2 separate regions of the Mus musculus genome follow, and region 2 is linked to region 1. Evidence: chromatin contacts called from public Hi-C data. All regions are on one chromosome and are shown on one strand. The core of a region is the stretch at or near the end of the contact, and the rest is flanking DNA. Distances in the headings are between cores, read along the strand shown. Region 1 overlaps Ctnna3 (catenin (cadherin associated protein), alpha 3). Region 2 overlaps Ctnna3 (catenin (cadherin associated protein), alpha 3).

Region 1 (3,769 bases), core at 392-2,891:
ATGGGTACCAACCCACTGTGGCACATCAAGTCTCAGGCAGGACTAAGTGCATCCTCTCCCACTGAGGCCAGGCAAGGCAGTCCAGCTAGGAGAAAGGGATCCAAAAGAGAGGCAACAGAGTCAGATTCAATCCCTGCTCTGCTTGTGAAGGGGACTCACATGGACCAAGTTTTACATGGGTTCAAGGGATTTGAAGTCTGGCCTTCATGCTTACATGGCAAGCACGGACCTCCTAAGCCTTCTCATAAGCCTCTCTTTCTACGTTCTGGAAGTATAGAGATTCCCTGGACACATTTTAGCAGAGCTGGCAGTTAAGTCTCTTTGAACACTCAATACTTAATTCATCATCTTCCATTCCAAGAAAAGTTAATTCTTTTTCTGATTCCTGATCATTGAAGTGAATGAGCCCCCTTTGCTCTGACCATCACGAAGAGCTCCTTATCATCTAACCTCAATGGCTTTGGTGGGACACACTTTAGAATGTTTACACTGTATTTATCCTGCTATAGTTTGTTAAGTGTATGCAATCTATTTATATGGGCATCTTTGGGGGAAATTTTGGAAATTTCCTCTATTGAACTCTTCAAACCATGCGTTCTAGACTCTTGTTGGGGAGATTTATTTTCACATCTTCTTAAACCTTTTATCTAACCTAATGTCTTTGATACAATACCTCATTCCCCACCCCATGCTTTAATCTTAATATTTTCCAGTTTGCTAATCAAATACTCTGCTGTGCTTAACCTCACCACACTTCATTAACCACAGCTTCATTCAATTCAAGAACTACCTGATTGGTTGTTTTGTGTGGATTCTAAATTTAGGATGATCATCTGAGACCATTTTCCTCTTCCCTTGATCATGTGAAGGCGTCACAGGCATCTCCGAGCCCCTTCCTACTGTCTGTCTTTCACATCTGCTTCCCCTGCTGCATTCTCTCTGCTTTACCTTCTGTCTGTCTAATTGTTCTTACTACACAATGGAGATGGCACAGAAGCAGCACTGGATCTTCCAACCAGAGTAGGGGTCTCCTGTCAGAATAGTACTTGAGAGCCCAGGGAGTCTGTGGGACTGGGGCTAGGCTGCATTTTTAGGGTGTCCTCTGGTGTTTGTTTTCCTCTATTTATAATCTGTGACAATCCCTGAATCTTAATTGAACTCTTGGTATGTCTTTATCTCCTTTATCTTCTGATGGGAAAGAAGTAACCGCTCTCTCCTCTCCTCTCCTCTCCTCTCCTCTCCTCTCCTCTCCTCTCCTCTCCTCTCCTCTCCTCTCCTCTCCTCTCCTCTCCTTCCCCCTTCCCCTCCCTTCCCCTCCCCTTCCTCTTCCCCCTTCCCCTCCCTTCCCCTCCCCTTCCCCTTCCCCCTTCCCCTCCCCTCCCCCTTCCCCTTCCCCCTCCCCCTCCCGCTCCTCTCCTCTCCTGTTACCCTTTCCTTCCCCTTCTCTCTCTGTGTGTCAGAAATGTTTGACTTCTTACCCTACCCATGTGCCCACAAAGAGGTTGTTGAGATCTTGGAGAGAGTTCAGACTGCATTTGAAGTTCTCTTTTCCCTGTTCCCTGCTGCCAGCTTCTCTGGTTTGTTTCCTCCCAGAAGCCTGCTGAGGTTTTTCCCTCTGCTTTGCTGAATCATTCAGCCCAGGCCTGGAGCTTCCTGTGCAGCCCGAGGACACAGCAAGCATCCAGTGGAGAGAGCTGACTGTGCTTTAGATGCCGCGGATCTCCAGTTTGCTATCTTAACCCTGAACAATCAGTACAAGTGTTGCTGGCTTTCCTGACTCCCAGGAGATACATTCAGCCTGGGCCACGTCCAATCCTCAGAGCTCAGAGCAAGCAAGCACACACACACACACACACACACACACACACACACACAGCCAGCAAGTGCCCCAGGGAACGAGAGAGGAGAATCAACAGAAGGCCTCCGATCTGTAGTTTAGTTCACCAGGTCCTGGTTCTTCCCACAGCTCTGAGAAAAAGAACTAATTTGTCTTTGTTGTTCTGGGTACTGCAACAGAGAAACCAGCCTGCCGTGACCTACTAGAAAATGGAAAGACTATTACATATTAATAGCTCAAATTGGTTCTTTAAATTATACTGAGACTAAACCAACTTCCGTGTATTTTCCATTTGCCATTCTAACTTTGAAATCTAGAGAAACACTAACATCTTTTACTCATTATGTGTCTTTCAATATTTGAACAAGTATTCTCCTTGTCTCTCAGTGTAAATAGCAACACTTACTATCTTCATTTTTCATAGTTCAGTCCCCTGCTACACTCATCCCCATCATCACATGGTGACAACTGGCTGACATCCCTCTTATGAAAATATGAACAAATGTCCCAGAAGCTACAGTTAAGCCTAATGAAAGATCAGCAAGAATCATATCAAAGCTAATTCAATGCAAAGAAAGTTATTTGATGAATTCTTTTAAAACCAATGTGTGGGGGGCGTGGGGGGGGAGAAGCACAAGAGAAAATAAACTGTCTGAAATTCATAGAGTGGGATGAAAGTTTCCCAGAGAAAAGAAGGTCATGACAAAATGTTCAGTATGATGACAGGAGCAGTTGAGTTGGTTCGAAGCCTGAGTCTCAAACAGCTTCCGTGTATTCTCCGGACTTGAGTATGTCTTCACATGAGTTACCCTGCATCATCCAAGGAACTTTTGGCCAAGGTCAAAAAATGGAAATGATGATACAGTTTCTTAGTTCAAATACAGATGCTTATTTGGCTCGGCTGCCCCTGGATGTTTAAATTGTCAAAGTAGTGCCAAGCAGCCATTCTTAACTCTTACCATGAAAAAATAACCACAATATTCCTGTTCTTTCCACGAACAAATCTTAATGGTGGCAGAAGAAGGTTAAGCTGTCTATGGCAACATCTTCCCTCTCCCTGCTCTTGTCTCTCCACAGGTCTGATCTCTGTGATATAGACAGTACACTTAGTGAGGACTAACACTCAGGGATGTGATACCAGCAAAAGGGTCCTCTCTCTCTCTCTCTCTCTCTCTCTCTCTCTCTCTCTCTCTCTTCTGTATATCTCTCTCTGTCTCTCTCCCTGACTGTATATCTCTCTGTCTCTGTCTCTGTCTCTGTCTCTTATTCTCGTGTGTGTGTGTGTGTGTGTGTGTGTGTGTGTGTGTGTGTGTGTTTCTCTTGCCCTTTTAAAGATGCTAGCTAATGCAACTAAAGCATGCTTGGACAGGGGAAAGGAGAACGTAGGACATGCTCAACCCATAACACCACCATTTGGTCAAACTTGAAATAGACCCTCCCCTCGAGTTCTGTTTGGCATACAATGGAAGAATACCAAGGAATCTCAAGATTGGCTTAGTTGGATCATCTGAGAATAGTAGTGAAGTAGGAAGACTCATTCCAGGGGTTGAAGTCATACACTAGAACAAAACTGCACCTGCCTGAGATGTAAATGCTCAGAAAAATGCTCACATGTTTCCCTGTTCCCCCTGGAGGAATGTATACAACAGCACCAAATACATTCTTACTACTAATGAGGCTTTTAGAGAGAGAGAACAAGAGAGCCATTATATCTCTCCTTTTAAATGTGTTAAAGATTCTCTTCTTAAATTCAGCTGTACTGGATTACTAGGGATGCCATCGTGATGCAACACGCATGTCTTAGATGACAGAAGCTTACTGCTTTACAATTCTTGAGGCTACATGTTCCAGACCAAGTTATAAATCTAGATTAAGTTAGGGATAGAGTCTGGTTTCTTCTGAGACCACTCAGATAGTAGATCTTCACTATCT
Region 2 (3,326 bases), core at 219-2,718, 86 kb before region 1:
TTGATTTCAAGCATCCCTAGTTTTTCTAGCGATACGTTCCGCAGTCGATATAGTGAGTCCCAAAGATGAATCACTATGGTGAATCACATCTATAGGTAGGTGTTTTCTTTCTACCTTCATTTGTATCTCTAATTTCCAATCTGATGAGATTCCCCCCTGCTACAACCCTGCATCTGCTCACCCAGGCACATACTTCATGGATCTGAGTCCTTTTGAATTGCCATTGACCGTATGAATTACGCTCCCTGGCTCCCATTTCTATCTTTTTTTGGCAGCTTGACCTCAATTCCTTTCTTCTCCTCATTTATAGCATAGCTATGCCGCAATTCTGGCCAACTTCCATAGCATAACATTTTCTTCCGGCTGTAGCTAAATTGAACCCTGCAGCTGTTTTAATATGGCATCGGTGGTTAATTTTTGGTACAATGTTGCACATCCTAAAGTGACAGTAATGTCCAGTGCTGGTGCAATATTATGCAAGATTTAAGATAGATGAAAAACATTCAGCTCAGTAAAAAACTGCTGTACCGTGTGTGTGCGGCATGAGCTGCAATAAACAGGGCCCCGTGTGGAGAAATTCCAAGAGCCTCCAGCCACCTAGGCAGTAAGAACACTATTGATCACTCCCGGATGCAGTGTTCTGTAATTCTTACCACTTTCTTGCTCCTGAAGTGGCTACCATCAAAAGAACAAAAAGAAGATGAAATCCACGTGAATATGAGTAAAGTTGTCTATTGGTCTCGGCAATGTGTTCCTAGATGCTGTGATTGCTCTTGGTCACTTTTGACAGTTTGAGAACAGCTCCTTCTATCTTAAGTGAGGGGCCAAGGGGGCTGCATGCACAGTGCTTTAAATAGACAGGAACCCATCGAGAAAGAATAAACCCTTCAATGTTCTGGGGATACACTTCTCTTCCATGATCCCTGAGAAAATAGCTGGATGCAAAGTCACAGAGCCCAGCTCAGTTTATATACGAGTCACCTCCGTTTTTAAGGGTAATGCACGAACATAATTTAGCAGGGGTTGGCAAAGAAACATAAAATATTGTCTTGGGGATGAAAGAGTTAGGCTCTGAATTTTAAAAGGACAAAATAGGAAAATAAAGGTTCACCTTGTGAGGTTATAGGGGAAAAAAAGCAGAATGAGAGAGATCGATGAGAAGATGGGACAGATGGAATAAGACAGGCTGAGGGAAGAAGGAAAAGGTGAGAGAAGGAGGAGGGAGCACATAGATTAAAATGTCAAGTGATTGGTGTAAATGGAGGCTTGCGGCCCCGGGAAGCTGTTCTGAGGTCGTCAGGGACCATGAGGAAGAGGCTGAAGTCCTTCAGCTGACCTGAATGGGAACAGAGACAGAGGGAAAGCATAAGACCCCAGGGAGACGATGCAAGCTACGTCTCAAACAGCCTGTCTGCAGAGGACTGGAGCCTTCCAGCTCCGACTGCGCCCTTGGCTCAGGCAGTGCTAAAGGAAGTGCGCTAATGAGAACAAGGACCTGGTGCCTGGAGCAGCCAACTGCAGAGTTCACCAGTCAGGCCCGGCTTTTTCATTCCATGAATCAATTACAACATGTTATATTGATTTCGCCAGGCCAGCATGACTTAAAAAGTTAATGAGCAAAATATTTTTTTATTATTTTTCAAGACGCTGCAGTGTCTATGGGATCAGCACACTCTGCAGTAAGATAGATACTCTGGCCGCCTCAGACTCCTTTCCAATCCAAGCACCTTCTGAGATCCTCATCTCTGTACTAGACAAGAGTCTGGACCTGGCGGGGTACCCTGGCACATCATGCCAATGAGATCTCTTCCTGGTGACTGAACCAGAGGCGTCCCCGGCTAATGTAGCTGTGTTTAGGCTCCAGTGGGTTTTGTACAGGCCCTTCCAGATGGAAGCAGAGGAAGAGGGGAGGGAGACAGGGTGCGTGGCAGAGCTGCATATGTGAGGGTGGTTCGTGATGAGTGTGCTATAGCTCTCTTCTGAGCTGCAGTTAACATTCATTTCAGACAGTCCCAATAAGCAAGAAAATGCTAAGGGCTCTGTTCTGCAAACCAGGCTCTGGCCCAAAGCAGAAACAACAGCAAAGCATCGCAAGTAGTGGAGCGCATGGGTCGGTGAGCATGACCTACAGCAAGTAATTCTGAGCTTCTGCTTTTCAGGGGAGACCGCAAAGGGGGAAATAGGCGTGAGGGCTTAATAGAGAGTAGTGATGAAGTGCAGATTACATTTTAAATTAGAAATGTCCATAGCAGCATAATGTATGGAAACAATAATGGACCCCTGTATTGGCTGACTTACCGGGTTTAAGCGATGGGACAGATGACTCCATATCAGGATAAGTAGATGGAAGTGATTAACTTCTTGTCTCTGAAAACTCTAGAAAAATACTACGACTGTACCTATAGAATCTCTCTATTTGTTTGCTTGTGGTTGTGTTGTTGTTTGATTGATTGATTGATTGATTGAGATTGAGTTTTCCCATCAAAAATACAGGACCCTTCACTAGACACCACTAAATATGAGCAATTTTTACCTTTGTGTTCCGTAGCTTATCCCATAACTGTCTTGGGCACATCAAGAAAGTGTGTCACTTCCCTTCCTTCAAACACCCTCTGGATTGACTCTTGGACTGGGTTTTAATTAGCTTTCCTTTATTGATAGGCACACATTCCCTGCACATGCCTGAGAATGCTAAATGAATGTTTTCTGTCTCTCTTGGTCCTCTCAAGAAGTAATTTGGAAGCAGAACCTATGCCCTCTAGAGAAACTTGATTTCAGTTCCCTAAGGACAAAATGTATAATGGGAACAGAGGTGCTCTTTGCACATTCCACCTCCCCTGGTGCCCCTGCTCATTCTGGACCAGTCCATCCGACAGGCAGCCCAGGATACACACATCCAGGAACAAGAACTCCTCAGAGGCTGCAATGTTTTCCTATAAACGGATATGAGAAACAGGGTTAAATGATCTTTGAATGATCCATCAGGAAATAGAGTGAGGTGAAGGAAGCAGATAAAAGAGATCCTGGTACTTGAAGCCCCAAAGTGTGTGCCAGCAGCAAAGGCTGTGAAGGAGAAGCAACTCCAGTCATAGTCAACAAACAAACAGCCTTAGGGACACCATGGTGAAACCCAGGGAAAATAACTCCAATAGATCTGAATTGCCTAAAGAAGTAAAAGAGTTATCTCACTACTCTTGAACACACAGCTGCTTAAGATATAAACAGAAGCAAAGCGTAGCATGATTTAATGTATACCTTACTGATTTCTACTTCATACCCCTTTGCTTGCTAATAAGCTAATATTTACTCTTTAAGTGTTTCTGGTA

What was found. A called contact is a pair of places that touch in the nucleus more often than the background predicts.
Region 2: a Hi-C map of cerebral cortex shows a contact between it and region 1, with 1.9 times the contacts expected there. The contact joins two enhancer-like sites. A contact is called at or near these places in 1 of 15 datasets of contacts at CTCF or cohesin (the NIH/3T3 cell line) and 4 of 484 Hi-C or Micro-C datasets (cerebellum, cerebral cortex, forebrain and 1 more).

Annotation. Positions count from the first base shown.
Region 1 is chr10:63,952,498-63,956,266 of GRCm38.p6, reverse strand. The region is part of intron 7 of Ctnna3 (catenin (cadherin associated protein), alpha 3); the gene reads right to left. All of the region lies in intron 2 of Lrrtm3 (leucine rich repeat transmembrane neuronal 3), which reads left to right. Among named protein-coding and RNA genes, the nearest start is that of Lrrtm3, 140 kb to the left of the region's middle. Within about 2 kb of position 1,641, at least 68 of the 459 cell types and tissues checked have an H3K27ac peak or open chromatin away from gene starts, as enhancers often do. A contact at or near this core is called in cerebral cortex, where this site is marked.
Region 2 is chr10:64,038,458-64,041,783 of GRCm38.p6, reverse strand. The region is part of intron 7 of Ctnna3 (catenin (cadherin associated protein), alpha 3); the gene reads right to left. The region is part of intron 2 of Lrrtm3 (leucine rich repeat transmembrane neuronal 3); the gene reads left to right. Among named protein-coding and RNA genes, the nearest start is that of Lrrtm3, 50 kb to the left of the region's middle. Within about 2 kb of position 1,468, at least 35 of the 459 cell types and tissues checked have an H3K27ac peak or open chromatin away from gene starts, as enhancers often do. A contact at or near this core is called in cerebral cortex, where this site is marked.